Linked DNA regions of Mus musculus: regions 1, 2 and 3 are each linked to region 4. A link is a contact called in public Hi-C and HiChIP or PLAC-seq data. All regions are on one chromosome and are shown on one strand. Each heading gives the region's core, a stretch centred on a gene start, on an enhancer-like site or on the middle of the called end of the contact. The rest is flanking DNA. Distances are from core to core; before and after follow the strand shown. Region 1 overlaps Kcnn3 (potassium intermediate/small conductance calcium-activated channel, subfamily N, member 3). Region 2 overlaps Chrnb2 (cholinergic receptor, nicotinic, beta polypeptide 2 (neuronal)). Region 3 has its middle 41 kb from the start of Adar. Region 4 holds the start of Efna3 (ephrin A3).

What was found. Hi-C and Micro-C count contacts between places; a contact is called where the count stands out from the background. HiChIP or PLAC-seq counts read pairs in DNA pulled down with a chosen protein or histone mark.
Region 1: an H3K4me3 HiChIP or PLAC-seq map of embryonic forebrain shows a contact between it and region 4, with 2.5 times the contacts expected there. The contact joins the enhancer-like site here to the promoter of Efna3 in region 4. A contact is called at or near these places in 1 of 39 promoter capture datasets (liver), 1 of 15 datasets of contacts at CTCF or cohesin (the NIH/3T3 cell line), 4 of 115 datasets of contacts at active chromatin or transcription factors (T-cell acute lymphoblastic leukemia, embryonic forebrain, embryonic stem cells and 1 more) and 2 of 9 other capture datasets (embryonic stem cells and pancreatic islet).
Region 2: an H3K4me3 HiChIP or PLAC-seq map of embryonic hindbrain shows a contact between it and region 4, with 6 times the contacts expected there. The contact joins the enhancer-like site here to the promoter of Efna3 in region 4. A contact is called at or near these places in 5 of 39 promoter capture datasets (cranial neural crest, embryonic stem cells, neural stem cells and 1 more), 1 of 15 datasets of contacts at CTCF or cohesin (large pre-B cells), 9 of 484 Hi-C or Micro-C datasets (the G1E-ER4 cell line, cardiomyocytes, cerebral cortex and 6 more), 9 of 115 datasets of contacts at active chromatin or transcription factors (craniofacial prominence, embryonic basal ganglia, embryonic forebrain and 6 more) and 2 of 9 other capture datasets (adipose tissue and embryonic stem cells).
Region 3: a Hi-C map of cerebellum shows a contact between it and region 4, with 2.9 times the contacts expected there. The contact joins the enhancer-like site here to the promoter of Efna3 in region 4. A contact is called at or near these places in 10 of 39 promoter capture datasets (the 3T3-L1 cell line, 3T3-L1-derived adipocytes, the C10 cell line and 6 more), 1 of 15 datasets of contacts at CTCF or cohesin (embryonic stem cells), 12 of 484 Hi-C or Micro-C datasets (the C2C12 cell line, the G1E-ER4 cell line, brown adipocytes and 9 more) and 6 of 115 datasets of contacts at active chromatin or transcription factors (T-cell acute lymphoblastic leukemia, bone marrow-derived dendritic cells, embryonic forebrain and 3 more).

The regions. Positions count from the first base shown.
Region 1 is chr3:89,657,820-89,662,494 of GRCm38.p6, reverse strand. Kcnn3 (potassium intermediate/small conductance calcium-activated channel, subfamily N, member 3) reads right to left here. Exons shown (of 8, transcript NM_080466.2): 6 at 1,247-1,374. Among named protein-coding and RNA genes, the nearest start is that of Adar, 71 kb to the left of the region's middle. Within about 2 kb of position 2,029, at least 25 of the 459 cell types and tissues checked have an H3K27ac peak or open chromatin away from gene starts, as enhancers often do. A contact at or near this core is called in embryonic forebrain, where this site is marked.
Region 2 is chr3:89,757,970-89,762,669 of GRCm38.p6, reverse strand. Chrnb2 (cholinergic receptor, nicotinic, beta polypeptide 2 (neuronal)) reads left to right here. Exons shown (of 6, transcript NM_009602.4): 4 at 162-271; 5 at 1,029-1,998. Among named protein-coding and RNA genes, the nearest start is that of Chrnb2, 4.3 kb to the left of the region's middle. Within about 2 kb of position 2,864, at least 11 of the 459 cell types and tissues checked have an H3K27ac peak or open chromatin away from gene starts, as enhancers often do.
Region 3 is chr3:89,686,915-89,691,698 of GRCm38.p6, reverse strand. No RefSeq gene overlaps it. Among named protein-coding and RNA genes, the nearest start is that of Adar, 41 kb to the left of the region's middle. Within about 2 kb of position 2,823, at least 62 of the 459 cell types and tissues checked have an H3K27ac peak or open chromatin away from gene starts, as enhancers often do. A contact at or near this core is called in cerebellum, cerebral cortex, embryonic forebrain and 3 more, where this site is marked.
Region 4 is chr3:89,320,045-89,324,188 of GRCm38.p6, reverse strand. Efna3 (ephrin A3) reads left to right here and starts at 1,250. Exons shown (of 5, transcript NM_010108.2): 1 at 1,250-1,483. The coding sequence starts at 1,356. It overlaps Gm15998 (a long non-coding RNA gene), which reads right to left. Exons shown (of 2, transcript XR_003954662.1): 2 at 3,949-4,144.

The DNA.
Region 1 (4,675 bases), core at 780-3,279, 340 kb before region 4:
TGTTTGGGATGTTCTCTCTCCTCCAATGTCTGCTTCCTGACCAGCCAGGTTCAAAGTTCAAGTCTTTGAGTCAAAACAACAGTCAGTCTGTCTGTCTTTCTTTCTTCTTTCTTTCTTTCCTTTCTTTCTTTCTTTCTTTCTTTCTTTCTTTCTTTCTTTCTTTCTTTCTTTCTTTCTTTCTTTCCTTCCTTCCTCCCTCCCTCCCTCCTTCCCTCCCTCCCTCTCTATCTCTCTTTCTCTCTCTTCTTTCTCTCTCTCTCTCTTTCTTTCTTTCTTTCTTTCTTTCTTTCTTTCTTACTTTCTTTCTTTCTTAATTTCTTTCTTTTTTTCTTTCTTTGCTTCTCTGCCCTATTTATTTTATTTGCTTATGTATTTATTTGGGGGTGGGCAGGGTCTCACCTGACCTCAACCTGAATTTGTAGCCCAGGATGGCATTCAACTCAGAGGGATGCTCTTGCTTCAGCCTCTTGAGTTTGAGGCTTACAATCCTGAACCACCGTATTCAGCTCTGTACTATACTTAAAACATTGTATTCCTCTATCATAGTGGTAGTATGCATATGTGTACAAGCACATGTGTGAAGGCATGTGGGTCTGTATGCATGTGTTTGTTTCTATGACTTTGTATGTGTGTCTATGCAGGTATATATGTGTCTGTATATGTGTGTGACTATATCTTTAAATATGTGTTTCTGTGTGTGCCTCTGTGTGTGTGTCTGTGTATCTGTGTGTGTGTGTCTGTGAATATGTCTGTGTGCATGTGCCTGTACATGCGTCTGTGTCTCTCTGTGTGACCATATGTGTTCATGCATGTATGTGTGTGTCCATATATGTCTGTGCATGTGTCTGTGTGTGTGTGTGTGTCATTGTGTATATGTGCATATGTATGTGTGTCTTTCTGTGTGTGTATCCATGTATGTCTCTGCCTGGGTATATGTGTCCATGTATGGTGACCATACATGTGTATGCATCTCTTTGTGTGTGTCCATGTGTGTTTGTGCATATGTGTGTGTGTGTGCATCTGGGTAGCATGAATGCCTTTAGGTCCTTGCTCTGATATCTGCCTCCCACAGCAGCCTGCCCACTGCCTCACAGTGAGTCAAAGGCTAGCCTGGACTGGGTGCTTTTTGAGTAGAGCAGAGTCGATTTCTCCTGCATCTCCCTGGTTTGGGGAGGCGCAACAGAGCTGTGACATCCTGCATTCAGTTTGACCAAACAGTACACTGCTCTGGTTCTCCGATACTCACTGGTGGATAGCTTGGAGGAACTTCCTCTGGTGTTTCCTGACTTTGGCATGGTCAATCTTCTTTAGCAGCTTTGTATGTTTATAGATTAGCCACGTTTCCCGGAGGACATTGGCGGCGGCATTCTTGATCTGAGGGAAAGGTAACAAGCAGCTGTTGGGTTAATTTTTGGGTTCACACAATATGTTTTTTCCTTGCATGTGTGGCTACCATCTACTTCCTGAGAAAATGGTTCTTCAGAGATGTACTTTCTTAATCAAGATCAGGAAACTCTTAGAAAAGATGATTAAAACACATTTTTTATTAATCTTGTATCTGAGGCCTAGACTGGAGCTTCGAGCCGAGAGGCACTTCTCCTCCTTCTTAATGGTTTCATTGCTGCCTCTCGGCTGCCGCTGATGATGCTATATTTAGACAGGCTGCTTAGCAAGCTCTTGAAGTCTGGGGTACAGTTTGGATCAATAAATACATGCTGTCAATGCCCTCATAATCAGGGTACCACACTTTACTTGAAAGTAATAGGTTTCCTACCAAGTGGAGATTTTAAAAGGTGTCTTTGAGAAAGTGTCTTTCTTACAAACTGCAATGACAGGTACCAACAAGACCACTGTTCCTTTCCTAACTGGCCAAAAATTATGCGTTGCGATTTCACATGTAAATGTAATTGGCACAAAACTGAAATCATCTCAGTGGTGTCTGAGATCAGGGAAGATGCTTAGGTGTGACAGCACAGCTGCCTCCTTCCCGGGGCTGGCTTCCCCAGGCACGGTAGTCACACGGCTCCATACACAACTCTTGTCATCTGTTGACATGGAAACCACTGATATCATCCAGCTCATGACTGAGCTGAGACGTATCAATGGCATCCAGATGGCAGGGGACAAAGTTTTAATCCAAACACAGACATCTTCAGCAATTACTAGCGAGAACAAGAGAAAATACTCCTTATTAAGCACAAGCTAAATGTATTTCTGATTAATGGTCTCCATTTCTGTCAGCTATACACACTGGCACAGGACCCCAGGCCCAGGGCATGGAAGTGAGGAGACCAGACTAGAAGAGATCAAGTGACTTGCCAGATAGGATTTTAATAAAATCAGAGACTACAAATCAGCTTCTGAGACTGACACCAACAGATGGGGCGTTGCTAACATGCTGAGACACGTGGGAAGGCCTAAGAAACACTGCTTTGCAGACTGATAACTTGTATGTATTTCAAAATCTATTACTAAAGCTGGGCTGTATTCTTCATTGGCGTCGATGTGATGTTTTTAAAAGAACATCTAAGTCTTTTCAGAAATGTCTAAGTGACATAAATATTACTTTTTTGTTGTTGTTCAGGAAAAAATCTACTGTGAAATGGTTTTAAGTGGTTACATTGGCCACTCTGCCACTTTCTTGTTTGACAGGGAGCAGGTGGCAGTAAGACGAGGCTGGAGGTAGCCAGTGTCTGGCTACCAAGGGAGGGCAAGCAGATGATGGGCTCTGGGCCTTGGATCTGGTTAGCTAAGTAGGTGGTGGGGAAGGGAGGGCTTTCTCTCAGCAGAATGCTGCTGTTGTCCCTTAAGGGGGTGGGCAATTTGATGTAGGACCTCTTCAGTTTCTGTGGCTGCTCGGCCTTCAAGGGAAGCCTTAAAGACAAGCAGGAGAGGGCAAAGTCTGCCCAAGTGGTTTCAAGGACGGGTAGAGCCCTAGCTATACAGTCCCTTCTTAGGAGTGTGGATAGTGCCACAGAATAGCCAAACTGACAAACCTTTGACAATGCTCTCTGTGTCTTGCTAACAAACATTTGAAATGAGGAAGCCTATAGGCTGTATGCATCATTAAGCAGTTTAGAAGCAAATGCTTAATTATCTTTAATGTGAATGGAAGACATTTTAGGCTAATGCACACACAAACATGCACACACATATGCAGGCACAGGCATATTCACGTGCATATATGCACACACACTATACACACATGCTCAGGTACACAAACACATGCACACAGGCATACAAGCTCATGTACACACATACATGTAAACACAAATACATGCTCAGACACACACACATGCACACACTAAGGCACATACACTCAGGCACACACACTCAGGTACACATACGAATACATACATACATACATACATACATACATACATACATACATACATGCTCAGGCATGCACACATGCACACAAATGCATACATGGGCACAAGCTTGGGTACACATACATACACACATGTACATGCTTGGGCACATACATAGACACACACATTTGTGAGGCACAGCTGATGTGTGGAGGGAATAGCTGGTTTTAGCAAGGCTCCCCCATCCAGGTCTGGCTGACAGCCTCACAAACCCACTATCATGTCGGGCTAACATCATTTTGGTTTTTCATAGCCTCAGCCCATCAGCTTGCCAATAGCAAACAGTCAGTGTGGATTTGAGCACTATATAAATTTTAAAGTATCAGACAGATATTGGTTATTATTATCCCCACTTAAAATAGAAGAAAACAGTTTCAGAAAGAGGATAAAAGGCCAGACTCATACAGAGAGCTAATGGCTAAGTCTAAGCAAGAGTCAGGTCCAAGAGGTGCAAACAATTCCCACATGGTCTGAAGGAAGACAGGTCTGGATCACATCTGAACAAACAGAATCATTTCCTCTTTCCCAGGATCAAGGAATTGAGAAGGACATTGGTTTGGTTTTTGTCTTTCTTTTTTAAGGCATCTGGCCCTCATTCAGCAACATGACAGAATACAGACTTCAAGTCTTGCCTTCAGCCAGCCTAAATGAAAGATCCTGAAGTCATGGTTTGGCCAGGGAGCAGAGCGGAATCACATCATCTTTATGGGTTTGAGAGGGAGGCCCCTGAGCATTCGGGAAAATAATGGTAAACTCAAGCCCTTGCACTGACTGAAATTAATTGCTAGCAAACGGCCTGGCACAAAGCTAAGTTGATCGATATCTGCAACAGAAAAAGCAATAGACTTTTAACTGCACTTGGCTCTCTTGAGTTTCCCTCCATCTCACCTGGTGCCAGGCTCTGAGCATGGTTGAAAAGACAGCACCATTTCAGCCCCTCTTGGGGCCTGCTCAGCCTCCACAGTGTGAGACACCCTTCCCTGATGAAGGCTTAGCTACCTTCTGAGCTCTCCTGATGAACAAAGATACCACACCTAAAAGATGTTCCCAGGATGCAGGGTTGGGAGGGTCAGGGCTTGAGAGGGAAGCAGCGAACTGGCAAGGACCATTCAAGGTTGGCTCTGACTGGTTGGGTTGAGGTGCCACTGAAGATAGCTGGGTGGGATCTTTTATGTGTGAATGGTTAGTTCTCTGGCTTCCAGATGCATAAGAACTGAGGCTGATGGTGTTCACTGAGTCTATAAACTCTCTAATCCCCACATTGCTCTTTTCACTTTAAGTTGTATATTCTATATACCACATGC
Region 2 (4,700 bases), core at 1,615-4,114, 440 kb before region 4:
ACAAATTAAATGAAGAAGTACCATCATGTGACCTATGTCTGGGCAGAGAAGTCACTGTGCAGAGAAGGCTAGCCATATGAGTTTTCCTTTGTCCCTTTCTTTGACTTTGGGCCCCTCTTGGGGCTAGAGGTTAGTGCTGTCTTGCTCTCCCCCTTTCCCAGGAGTGGGAAGATTATCGCCTCACATGGAAGCCTGAGGATTTCGACAATATGAAGAAAGTCCGACTCCCTTCTAAGCACATCTGGCTCCCAGATGTGGTTCTATACAACAAGTAGGTGACCCTGGAGTGATGAAGGTTAGGGAAGACCAGAGGAGTGCTTGGGAAGGGATGAGATCATGGTGGGTGGGAATACAAGATAAGCATGCTGTTGTGAGAGGGAGAGGGCTTTCCCTTAGCAGATGGCAGGCAGGCGTTATCCACAAAGACAGACCCAACTAGTGGGATGCAGTGTAGACAGTCATGGTGACTTGGACCTTGAACTGATCCTCCCAGCTACTTAGATTGCTGGGGTAAGAATATTAAAGACTGACAGTTCTCAGTGCCTAGCTTGATCAAAGAGTGAGAACTTCTGGAAGCCTGGGTGGCGACATAGAACTTATATGGTCCTAGTTTCACCTAGATTCTGTTCTGCTCCCCTCAATGAATCTTCTCCCCTGTAAGGCACAAAACTGTCAACTGATGGCTTTTGTCCACACCCTTTCATTCCTTGAGGCTCCTTGCCCTGGCCTCTCCAGCTCCCTCACCTGTTTACCCTCATGTGGACTATCAGCTTATATGATGTGGAACAAGTAGCAGATGTGTCCCCCCTGCCCCCAATCATTCTCTTCAACCACTGAATGGATTCACAAGCCTCCTGAACAGGAGGAGACCCATTCTTACCACCAACCTGTGAATATTCCCACCCCTATCTCCATTTCTGGGCAATCTCCATGTATTAGATGATCACTTCCAGCCAGGTCCTTCTTGCTGGGTTGATGAGTGGGATGCAGACTCTCAAGCCAGGCCTGACTGCCCCATTCCTTGACAGTGCTGACGGCATGTACGAAGTCTCCTTCTATTCCAATGCTGTGGTCTCCTATGATGGCAGCATCTTTTGGCTACCGCCTGCCATCTACAAGAGCGCATGCAAGATTGAGGTGAAGCACTTCCCATTTGACCAGCAGAACTGCACCATGAAGTTCCGCTCCTGGACCTACGACCGCACTGAGATTGACCTGGTGCTCAAAAGCGATGTGGCCAGCCTGGACGACTTCACACCTAGTGGGGAGTGGGACATCATCGCACTGCCAGGCCGACGCAACGAGAACCCAGACGACTCCACCTACGTGGACATCACCTACGACTTCATCATTCGTCGCAAACCGCTCTTCTACACCATCAACCTCATCATCCCCTGCGTACTCATCACCTCGCTGGCCATCCTGGTCTTCTACCTGCCCTCAGACTGTGGTGAAAAGATGACACTTTGTATTTCTGTGCTGCTGGCGCTCACGGTGTTCCTGCTGCTCATCTCCAAGATTGTGCCTCCCACCTCCCTCGACGTACCGCTGGTGGGAAAGTACCTCATGTTCACCATGGTGCTAGTCACCTTCTCCATCGTCACTAGCGTGTGTGTGCTCAATGTGCACCACCGTTCGCCTACCACGCACACCATGGCGCCCTGGGTCAAGGTGGTCTTCCTGGAGAAGCTGCCCACCCTCCTCTTCCTGCAGCAGCCACGCCACCGCTGTGCACGTCAACGCCTGCGCTTGCGAAGGCGCCAGCGGGAACGTGAGGGGGCAGGCACACTATTCTTCCGCGAAGGTCCTGCAGCTGACCCATGTACCTGCTTTGTCAATCCTGCATCAATGCAGGGCTTGGCTGGGGCTTTCCAGGCTGAGCCCGCTGCAGCCGGTCTGGGGCGCTCGATGGGCCCATGCAGCTGTGGCCTCCGGGAAGCTGTGGACGGTGTACGCTTCATTGCGGACCATATGCGAAGTGAAGATGATGACCAGAGTGTGAGTACCAAGGGTGAGATAGGCATGTCGGGAGCAGAAACCCCTGTGTGCGGGGAGTAGGTGTCACTTAGGGTCACAAAGCAAGGGTACAAGGGAGGGGCAACGTGATTGAGGACTCAGCAGGGTAGGCTTCCAGATTGGCTTGCCGGTGTTGGTGTCTGTACCAGATGACCTTGTAGCTCCCAGAGGACTAGTATTCAGGGTGAGATGTGTCAGCTAAGGCATCATTAGTGTGAGAGAGGTGACTAGGAACTTTAGGGCAGGGAGAAGTTCTTTTGGGCCCGAGGGTGTCACATGGACACTTCCAAGTTGTTAATGCGCTGCTGCTCTTAGTGCAAATGGAGATGAGTCCTTGCGGACCACAGAGCGGGCAACTGGGATGATGATGGACGGGGAAAGGAAAGTTTAGAGGTTCCATGGGGCTGGTCCCAGCAGAGAAAGCAAATAAAATCAATAGCCCGTTTCTACTGTCCTGGGCCTTGAAAAGAGTCTAATGAAATATTTATAGAAATGGGGTGGATAGAGGCCAGGGCTCTCCAGATGGTCTCACCCTCTTCTGCACCCCCAGCTTCTGGCCTTTCCTGCCGTCTCCCCAGAAGGAGATTCCTTGAGACTAAGCCAGGAGTTGAGGGAAGGTGCGATGGGTTAACATCCTGCCCCCCATTTTGGGTACCATCTGGCCTTCCCTGAGATCAGTGTTCAGGTACCTGACTGGTTCTAAGCCAAGGCTCAGTTGTTGCCATAGTGACCAGCAAGGTTTCCTCTGGGACTCTGCCATTCCAGCTGGGGAAGGATAAAGGGCAGGCACTGTGGTTTATGTTGGGAGCTGAGTTCAGACATCTTCTCCCTCCCTCCTCCCCCCGACTGCAGACAAGCATGGGAGAGGGAGAGAGGCTGAGACTGGAGATGAAGGAGCCAAGGCTAACTGGGTGCAGGGCTCAGCAGCCGCTGCATCTCTGGCCTCCACCTCCGCTGCAGTCCATCATGTAGCCTGCATTTCAAGTCAGGCGCTGAAGGTGCAGTGACCTACTTGGATGCCTCAGAGGCATCTAGACCTCAACACGCCCAAACCCAAGTGCGTGCTCTACACCCCCAACCTGGCCCTAACTTGCCCCTAGTTTCCCTGTCTTGCTGGAAATGGCATTCCCTGGGCTAAGCAGTTCACACTGAAACCTGGTGATGCCTTTGCTCTCTCTCCCTTAGTGCTCACCACTGATGTTTTCAGAAGTCCTGTCCTGGGAGCACCACCTCCAAGGTGATTCCCTGCTTTGTCCTTTTTCTGTCACTTTCATGCTAACACCCTGGTCCTTGAGCTCCTGTCAACTCTTGTGTGGACCAAGGGAGAATCTCCCAACTGCCTCCCTGTTCAGCTTCCTATGCGCAGTTAAATAACCCACACCCCCAGGCTGGTGACTTGCTCCCTTGCTTGGGTCACCAGCTTGTCACTCAGTTGTCTCTAGCAAGCCAAGCTCTTTCCTGCCCTCGAGCCTTTGCATCTGGGTCCCTCCACGAGAACAGTCTTTGTTTTAGTTATTCTTCTCATTGTTGTGACAAAATTCTCTTGAGGAAAGCAGATGTAGGGACTGCAGGCTTTGTTTGGCCTTGCAGTTTGAGATTACAGCCCAAGGCGGGGAAGGTGGTAGCAGGAGCCTGCAGGTCCTGTTTCAGTCTGGAAGCAGGGAGAGGGGAATTCTGAGATCAACAAACTTTTCCATTTCTCCTTCTGCCTGGGACCCTAGCCCATGCAATGAGTGCTGCCTGCCTCAATTAATCCAATCTAGAAAGATTCCCCATAGACGTTTGTTCCCATGATGATGCTAATCTCATCAAGCTGATGATATTACTCTTTCCTCACCCCCCCCCCCGCCCCCAAAACAAAACCAAAACCCTGTTACTGTTATTATTTGGCCCTGTTCTTTAAAAGTAATCATGTAACCTTGACTCCCAAACACTTGGATGTGTCTCTTCTTAAGACCAGAGATGCTCTCCTGGTGATACAGGGTGAGCATGTGAAAGGCCCCAAGTTCCAACTGCTATCAACAACCAAAGTAGCAATGAAGTGCCCGGCTTCAAAGACCCAATTCTGGAAACAGAACAGCATCAATACTTTTAGCACTGTACAGTGCACATTCAAGCTTTCCCGACTGTCTCAGTAGCATCCTTCCTAGGAGCATCATTAGACCTAGGAGCCCAAGGTGCATTGTGTTGCCAAGCCTCATTGCTTCACTTCCTTGGCTTTCTTTGCCTTTCTTGGGACAGTTTAAAGGGGCAGGGCTGGGATGCTGTTCTGCTGGGTTTGCCTGACCATGACTTCAGTGTGGATCTGGAACAGGGCTTCCTTCCTACCCAGCAGAGCTTGCTGTAAGCGTCATCTCCTAGAAGAGGCTTTTCCAGGCCCATCCCATCTTCCTTCTGTTTCTCCATCCTAGTCTTCCATCCCCTCTCACTGTATGATCTCTGAGAGGTTTATTGTCTCTGTCTCCTTGAAGATACTCAAAACCATAGGGTTCTTCACTTGGTTGTGTCTCCGAGCCTTGCAGGATGCCAGGTCTGTGGCAGGCCCAACTGTGACTTCAGTGAGTGACTGTTTGGCTGCCAGCTACATGAATTGCACAGTTGCTGGCTCCCTATCTTGTGTCCTGTGATCTGGCTGGGGCCCAGATAAACACATACAAAAAGACAGGACTCAGTCTGGAAGAGAA
Region 3 (4,784 bases), core at 1,574-4,073, 370 kb before region 4:
AAGCAGGCATCAGTAATGGTCATCAAGCAGAGGTGCCTATCCATGGTCAGGATATCCTGTTTGCTGGGATCCCCCATGGTCACCAGAGAGTGAAAGAAAAGTAGTTTCTGCCAGTTTGACTAGGAGAGAAGGTCTAAAGGAAGCCTTCATGCCCTGTGAGAGACCTATCTTATGGGTTGGCCAGGCAGCACGGGACAGTAGGCTCTGCCTCTCCAACACACACACACCCGTGGACATGGACGTCCTTGTGAGACTCCTGAGAAGTCTTCACTCATCATTGATGTGCACTACTCCCCTCTCCTCCCCTTTCTCCCTCCTCTTTCACATCCCTCCTCCCATCCTAGTTTCTGGCTTTGTGGCTAGTTTCAGGCTGCTCTAACGCTTGTGATCATCTGCTCTCAGCTCCCTAAGAGTTGGAGTACATGTATGTCCCACCAAACAACACTTTATTGTCCTTTTCTTTAAAAAAAATGTAGTGTGTGTGTGTGTGTGTGTGTGTGTGTGTGTGTGTGAGAGAGAGAGAGAGAGAGAGAGAGAGAGAGAGAGAAAGAAAGAGAGATAGGTGTGTGGTGTGTGGTGTGTGTGTGTGGTGTGTGTATGTGTGTGTGCTTATGCCATATTCTAATCTTTCTCCCTCATGATAGAGTGCTTGTTTATCACACATAAAGTCTTAGGTTTTATCTCCAACACTGTATAATCTGGGTGTGGTGGCACTCACCTATACTTACCACTCTGAAAATGAAAGCAAGAAAGTCAACATTCAGGGGCAGGCCCAAAAGATGGCTCAGTGGTTAAAGGGACTTGCCACCAAGGTTGATGATCTGAGTTCAGTCCCCAAGACCCACAGGAGAGAACGGGTTCTTACCACATGTGCAAGCACACACACCACTCACAAAAGTTCTGATGGTTTGAATGAGAATGGCCTCTATAGGCTTATACATTGAATATGTAGTTCTCGATTGAAACTGTTTGGGAAGGATTAGGGGGTGTGGCCTTATTAAAGGAAGTGTATCCCTGGAAGTTGACTTTAAGGTTCCCAGTACTCTTGTGGATCAAGATGTGAGTTCTCAGTTGCTCCTTGTTTTGCCCTCAGGGACTTTAACTTCCTTCCTTCCTTCCTTCCTTCCTTCCTTCCTTCCTTCCTCCCTCCCTCCCTCCCTCCCTCCCTCCCTCTCTCTCTCTCTCTCTCTCTCTTTCTTTCTTTCTTTTTTTGAGACAGGGTTTCTCTGTATAGCACTGGCTGTCCTGGAACTCACTCTGTAGACCAGGCTGGCCTCGAACTCAGAAATCCACCTGCCTCTGCCTCCCAAGTGCTGGGATTACAGGCGTGCGTCACCACTGCCTGGCTGGACTTTAACTTTCTGAGGCTGCAAGCCAAATTAAAAGGTTTCTTAATAGGTTGCCTTGGTCTTTGTGTGTTATCACAGCAAGAGAAAAGTAACTAAGACACATGTAAAGTTCATACATTGGAAACAGCAGCAGGCGTGGCCACCATGCCCAGTTATGTGTTTGTGTGTGTGCGCTGTGTGTGTGTTGAATAGATAAATGTCACATGTATAGACAGGTGTACTCACATGTAATGCCCAGAAGTTGACATCTGGATAATTTCTCCAAACACTTCTGGGCCTCTATTTATCAATTTGGGGGCAGTCTCTCACTGAACTTTGCCATTTTGGATAGAATGGCCATCAAACCCCCAGGATCTGCCTGTTTCTAACTCCCAAATCTACATCACAGGCAGCATAACCAGACCTGGCTTTTATTTGGATGCTGGAGATTTGAACTCAGGCTTGTGCAATAAACATTTTACCCATTGAGCCAACTCCTTGACTCCTGGCTTAAAATATCCTATTCTTCATCAAGATTTCTATTTTATCTGCATCTATTTAGGTTCATATTTCTTATTTTATTCAGTGAGTTTTATTATGTTACTGTATTATTTGTTTTGATGTTTTAATTGAAGATTTGTCCCTGAGAAAGCCTCCACACTAGCCTCCCTCTTCACACACACACACACACACACACACACACACACACACACACACACCTTCAGTTCTACAAAGGGACACTTTATTCTACAAGCTAGAAGTATTCCCTATATCTTTCTGACGTGCTCCAATTATTAACCAATGTCTAAAAACCTTTATGAAAGGCTGAATTAGCTGTATATAGAATTTGGCTAATTGCATTTGCTCAGAGTGGTATTTTCTGTTAAAGCGAAGTATCCTGAGAGAATGTTAAATCACAAGGCAGGAGAGGATATAAATGAAAATGCTGATTTATCAATGGGAGCTCTTGGAGTGTCTGGTCTATCAGGAGAAATGAAGCCATCCCATGTTTTCCCCTCTAGGAGATTATAATTAGAAGCTGAGCCTTTGCACAGCATTTTAAAGTTACTCTTAATTTTCAGCTTCTCATTAAAATGTATATTTGTTGTCTGGGAAGACTTATTAATAGTTCTGCAAACTCTCTGCTGCTTGTTAGGAACAGATTGTATATGTAAATAGGCTTTTCAGGCGCTTGAGAGCAAACACCTCCCTCGTCGGGGCTGTACACTTGGAGAATACTAACCAGGGGGCATTGTGCAGCGCCGGTCCCTCCGGGGGCATCGTGCAGCGCCCGTTCCTCCGGAGGCATCGAGCAGCGCCGGTCCCTCCGGGGGCATCGTGCAGCACCCGTTCCTCCAGTTCTTTGCCAGCACCTTGAGGGCGGCTCCTTCAGCAGCATCACCTCTAAATCTGCCTGAAGCCATCAGGGACGACTGCTCCTAGAAACCCAGGAAATGCTGGCTTGGGTGGAGCCCGTGGTCCCGCAGGCACTTCCCTTCTGTCCACCGGATGGCAGCATTGAGTCAGGGCTGCAGCCTGGCAAGGACTGGCTCTGGGAAGATAGAAAGACCAGGTTTCTTCCTGAGAGAACCAGGTTCCTGTGTTCTCCTAGGCAAGCCTCTAAAACCACATAGAGTGAGGTTTGCCCACCCCACCTTCGCTGCGCCGGGTAAACAATGACAGCATTGTGGTGTATTCGGTGTCGATTTCCTTGAGAATCCGAGGATACATCTCAGATAGGCTTTCAAGGTTCAGACTTAGAAGGTGCAATTGGGCAAGCAGGCTGAATTCCCTAGCTCAGTTCATGTAGAAGCCATTGAATGTAAAGGATTAATGGCGTTATTTAATGAGAGGCTAGGGGTACTTCTCAGGAAGAGAATGCCTGCCAAGCATTGCAAAAGCAAGACATACCCTACAAACACTCAGGAGAATAGAAGAAAAAACTGTTGGGTGTCTGTCTGCTTTGCCTTTACCCTAAGCCTAACCGTGAGCTAGCATCAGAACTTCATGGAAGGACTCCTTAAAGCACAGATTGCTGGCTCCATCCCCAAAGCTCTTCACTCAGTAGACTTAGGCTAGGGTCAGCTTATTAGCATTTTAACAAGTTTTCTGGTGATGTTGATGCAGCTGGACCAGGGAATTGGTCCATTTAATCACATTTAATCCTCAGCAGCCCTTTGATATAAGCATTGTCCTTTTGCAGATAAGAAGCAAAAATACTTGAGGCTAGGGATGTAGTCTAATGGAAGAGCTAGACAAATTCCCTTCACAGGCTAAAATATGTGCCTTGTTGGTCTGACTCCCAAAACCTCCCTCCGTGTACTGCACATGTACTTTGGCGGTTCCTCTGAGTGCCATGGTTTCCAAACACATAAACATGGGACAGATATCGGTTCTGACAGTTGGAGACTTTAAGAGTTTAGCACTTTATCTTTGGAGTCGCTCAGGGTGAAAGCTACGAAGGTGCCGAGCAGGCGTGGCAGACTTGCTTCTGTGTGCAGGATGCAGCTGTTTGCGCTGTCTACTGAAATGTCTTTGGAAATGAAGTGTTGATACTGTTCAGTATTTCGGCCCCCAAACCCTAACCGTGGATCTGGAAGACGGTGTGAAAATGAGGCAGAAGGAAGAAACTACAGAATCTGTGAGCTTACCCATGGAGGGGACACAGTTTGCCTGTGGAAATGAGCAACTAAAATTGGGTGGCCTTTCCCTAGCGGGGATTTGACATAATAATGACTCTTCCACAGAGCCCTGTGTCATCTGGGCTGGACTGAGCAGAGGCTCAGTGTTTGCTCTCCAGGTGACTGATGCTTTCTTCCATCAATTCCCCAACTCTAGATCCACAATCAAACCTGAGCTCTCAGAGGCAATATTTGGAAATAGTATTTGTGAAGACAGGGTGGGGGTGGGAAAAAGACATGGAAAATAGAATGGAGGGGGAGGTGGAAAGAGGGATGGAGGGAAGGAGGGAGGGAGGGATGAATGGAGGGAGGGAGAGAAAGAGGGAGGAAGGGAGGGAAGGCAGGCAAAGGCAACTTTTAAAAGGGCTTATTTTGGCTCTGAATTCCAAGAGGACACAGTCCATGGTGACAGCAAAGTGTGGCAAAAGGAGCATCAGGAAACGGCCACAGTGCATCTATAGTCAGAAAGTGTGAACCAGGAAGAGCCATGGATCCTGGTTTGAGCAGGTAACAGCACAGTACATCTTGATGGGGGGTGGGGGGAGGGGCGAGGGCCAGGATGCAGGGACGCCTGTTCATCCCATGGTAAACTTGTTCTTCCTTGCTTAGGGTGAGCGTGCTCATCTCACTTTCTCCTTCTTTGGGACCCTACCCAGGAGATGACGACATCCACATTGAAGGCGAGACTTTCCACCTCAACGAACCAGAATCTAAACATTCCCTCACAGACATGTCCAGAGATCAGTTTTCATGGTGATCCTAAATCCTACCAAGT
Region 4 (4,144 bases), core at 1-2,500:
GTGGGTTCTAAGAACCCAGTAAGGCCCGGTTCTGCTTTGTCTTTCAGTCTGGGCTTCTGGGAAAGAGACAAGATAAGGGGTGAATGCCTAGTAGATCTGTATTCTGGATCCCTCACAAAGAGGGTCAATCACATGGGAGAAGAGTGTGTCTGTATACGTCAGTGTCTCTGTCTAGGGGCCTATGTTTACACCAATTTCTACTCTATAGGCACCTTGTGTGCCTAGATTGGACTGTATGTCAAGTGTCCATTGCTCCTGTTTCTGGATATGGACACCTTTATTTTTTTTCTCTCCCATCGCTGTGTGCATGTCATCTTTGTGCCTGTATGTCCCTAAGAAGACAACTGCTGTGGCAAGTGCTGGAATATAAGGTGCCCTCTGTCCTTAGAGAAAGCATCTATGGAAGCAGGAATGAGCGTGCCTAAGGACATCACTGAGGGAATCGGAGGCAGTGAGGGGACCTCTGTGGGCTTTCCAAGAAGACTGCTCCATTCCTGCCTGGCTCCAACTCGCCTTGGCAACTCACCACCACCAAATACCTTTGCCCTGGATTACCATAGAAGGCTTAGGCTTTTTTTTTTTTTTTTGAGACGGGGCGGGGGGTGGGGGTGGGGGGACACGGTCTCGCTGCGTAGCCCTGCCTGGCCTGGTACTTGTTACACAGACCAATGTAGGTGCCCTCGAACTCACAGAGATCTGCCAGGCTCTGCTTCTAGAGTGTCAGGATTAAGGAAGTATAGCTACTGTGCCCAGCCCCCAGAAGGTGACACTCTGGGCTGAGGTGTTCTGGTTTGGCTTCAGGTGAGGGCCTTCAGGCAGCCAGCTGTTAGCTCTTGGTACCACCTGAAGGCTTCCCCATCTTGTGTCCATTTAACTCCTTGCACACATGGAAAGGGGTGGAGGAAGTAGAGGTCCGATATGGGTCTACTCTTGCTTATTCCAGACGTAGATCTTCGCTCAACGCCCCCACACTCTATGGAGAAAGGTGTGGACCTACACCAGATGTATGTCCAGGTCTTGGCTTCCAAATCCTTCTGTGAACTCCAAGCTTGGGGGACCTAAAGACGCAAACCTCTGCAGCAAATCACCTAGGAGAGAGGAGAGGCGCGTTGTTCCTAAAGGGGCTACACAGTATGGGTCGCCCACGCGCGGCGCGCTCTGGGCTCAAGTGGGGCGGAGCCCCGCGTGAGCGCGCCAGGGGCGGGGCTTCGGGGGCGCGCCCAGAAGGGCGGAGGGAAGGATTGTGGGCGTGACTAAGATTGGGGGCTGGCAGCGGCGGCAGCAGGGAGCTGGGAAGCTGAGAAGCCGGGAGTGCGGGGCTCAGTCGGGGGGCGGCGGCGGCGGCGGCTCCGGGGATGGCGGCGGCTCCGCTGCTGCTGCTGCTGCTGCTCGTGCCCGTGCCGCTGCTGCCGCTGCTGGCCCAGGGGCCTGGGGGCGCACTGGGAAACCGGCATGCGGTATACTGGAACAGCTCCAATCAGCAGTGAGTCGGGGACCCGGAGAACCCGTGCGTCCCGCGTCAGTGATGGGGGAGCTGGTGGGCCCGAGAAGTCCTAGGGGAACCTGGCAGCAGTCCTGGGAGACAGGCTTGGTACCGAGAGGCGAGGGAGAGGGGACGCACTATGTGGGCGTCTGTGAAACTCGGGGGTGTCTGAGAGAAGCTGTTGGGGCATAGTAAAGAGCGCTCTGGCCGTGCGGAGGAGGCTGTTGGGGGTCCCTAACCCCATCTTGGTTTCTCTCCACACTCGCCAATGGAATAGTGTTCTCTGTCCCGTAGTCTCCCCCACCATCCACGCTCCTTTTGGCTAGGTTGAAGTCTGTGAGTACCGGTGTGCTAGGGATAGGCCGCTGCGTTTGGGAGCTGAAGGATGACCTGTTTTCAGCCTGTAATGTTGATGGGGTTCTGCTTAAGACTCTTGGTTTTAAAAGTGGGGTTCGGCATTAAGGCAGGAACTCCGATTCTCCACCTCCTCAGGACGAAGGGTAAGGGGTTGCTCTGGTTGTGTGAATAAGCCCTGCTGGGGTGAGCCGGGCCAGGGTCGCGAAGTTGGGGGGCCCTAGGAACGCAGGGTACTGGTGAGAAGGAAGAAGGCAGAGATGTCGGCATGTCACACACACACACACACACACACACGCACACACACACACACACACACGCACTGAAGCTAGGGACGGCGTATGGCACTGAGTGTGAACGGGCGTGCGCGGCTGTCAGTGTGCGTGTGTCTGTGTGTGATTTGTGTGTCTGCGTCGGCGACCGTCTAGGGGTGGGAGCGGGCGGCGGATCGGGGAGGGGGCTGCGGTCGGTGTCCGCGTGGCCAGTCTTGTCTGGGCTGGGGTGGCTCTTGGCGCCGCCGCGGTCTGGGCGGGTGTCAGGGCGGCCGTGTGGTTTCCTCCGGTGTGTGGCGCGGCGGCTCGGTGCCGGCTGCCGGACCGGGCCATCATTCTGCACAGTCCTTGCTGCCCTTGTCTTCTCCCTGCCGAGCTGTCGTGTGTATCACTCTGGCCACCTCAGTGTATTGGTAGGGGGATCCCTGGGGACACGGGGATCACTGTCACACCTGCCCGGGCGGTGGCGGCAGCTTTGCTTCTGACTCTCCGCCCTGGGGGCCGACTAGGGAACAAATGGTGAGACCCCAGGGGAGGGGACCTGAAGGGCCTCGACCACGACCCCCAACCTTCCGGGGGAGGGGCTCCTGCTTGCTGCTCTGCTCTTTGTTGTTTGGGGCTCTGCGCCTCCCCCTCTTTCTCCTCGCGCCCAGAGTGTCAGACTGGGGGTGGGGATGAGCTAATGACGCCCCCCTTTCGCTTCCCATGGAAACCTCGGGGGTGGGGTTGCAGCCCCTCCCCCCCGGAGCGGGACTCCATCCTCCCCGGGGGGCCCCGAGGGCTGACTCCCCTGCTGTATCTATCTTGCTCATCCCCCCCTTAAGATTTACACGTCCGACCCCCGCCCCGCTACAGTCTGGCACGAGCAGAGAGCTCGCAGGCGAGAGACCCTGGGTTCCCCGCCACCCTTGGGGAACCCCACTGCTGGTAGCTTGCCAGAGCCTAGGGGGTGTGGAAATAGCCTTGGGGGGAGCGTTGATCAGGTTCACCTCCCCCGCATACACCTGGGCGCAGGTGAAAGCTCCGGAACGGGATGGTTCCCAGAACCTCCTTTCGCCCTCTCCACTCCGGTGTGGGCAGGGACCGACGGAGGTAGGAGGCGGCGCACACCGGACCAGGAGGCCGCTGCCGCCCCCGCCCCGCTTCCCGGGCCTTTGTTGCCGCTGCGCCCGGACTCCCCGGCTCTCTCACTGCGGCATCCGCGGCCCCATAAATCGTGAGAGCGACGTGCTCCAGAGCCGGGAGTGGAGAGGGCCGGGGAGCTGGGGGCGGGGCCGGGCTGAGCCACAGGCTCCCAGGCCCCCCCAGTCACGTGATCTAGGTTCCTGGCTCCCACCTCTCATCACGTGTAGAGGGTCTCTGCCCCTTGGGGTCACGTGGGGAGGGTCTGCGACCCCGCCTCTTGGGGTCACGTGGGAGGGTGCTGGTGGGACACGTGCAATAGCCTCCTTTGACAGACCTGCAGTAGCCTACTCCGACAGACCTGGGGCGGGTGGCTGGGTCCTGGCTACCTAGCTATCACCCCTTCCCCCAGTCAGCCCCTTGAGTTATAGTCCCTGGGAATAATCGAGACCTTTTCCTAACCTGGCCCAGAAACTAGGACGCGGTGGGAGCAACCTTATTGGAGAGAGTGGTGAGAGTGTGAAGCCGTGGGGTCTCCTGCGTCGGGGACTGAATGGGGGCGGAGTTGAAGGCCAAACATGTCTTTCCCCCTCTCCAGAGCCTCATTTCTGTGAACTAAAACGAAGGTGTTGCTACTCTCCTCTAGAGCATCTTCTTCTCGTGATCTCCCTACCTATCTAGGAAACGTTGCTGTTGCTGACGACTATCATTCACACATTCATTCAACAAATATTTATTGAGACCTCTACTACGCCCGTGGTGGTCAGTTTTCGTCTGCTCGCCAGTGTGTCCAGATTTCTCTTCTGCGCTGTCTCCTCTGCTGTGGGCCTCTCTGGACTCAATGCTGACTCTTTGCCGTTTTTTTTTTTTCCCCCAAGTCTTGCTTGGTTCTCATTCATTTCCTCCCTTTCCC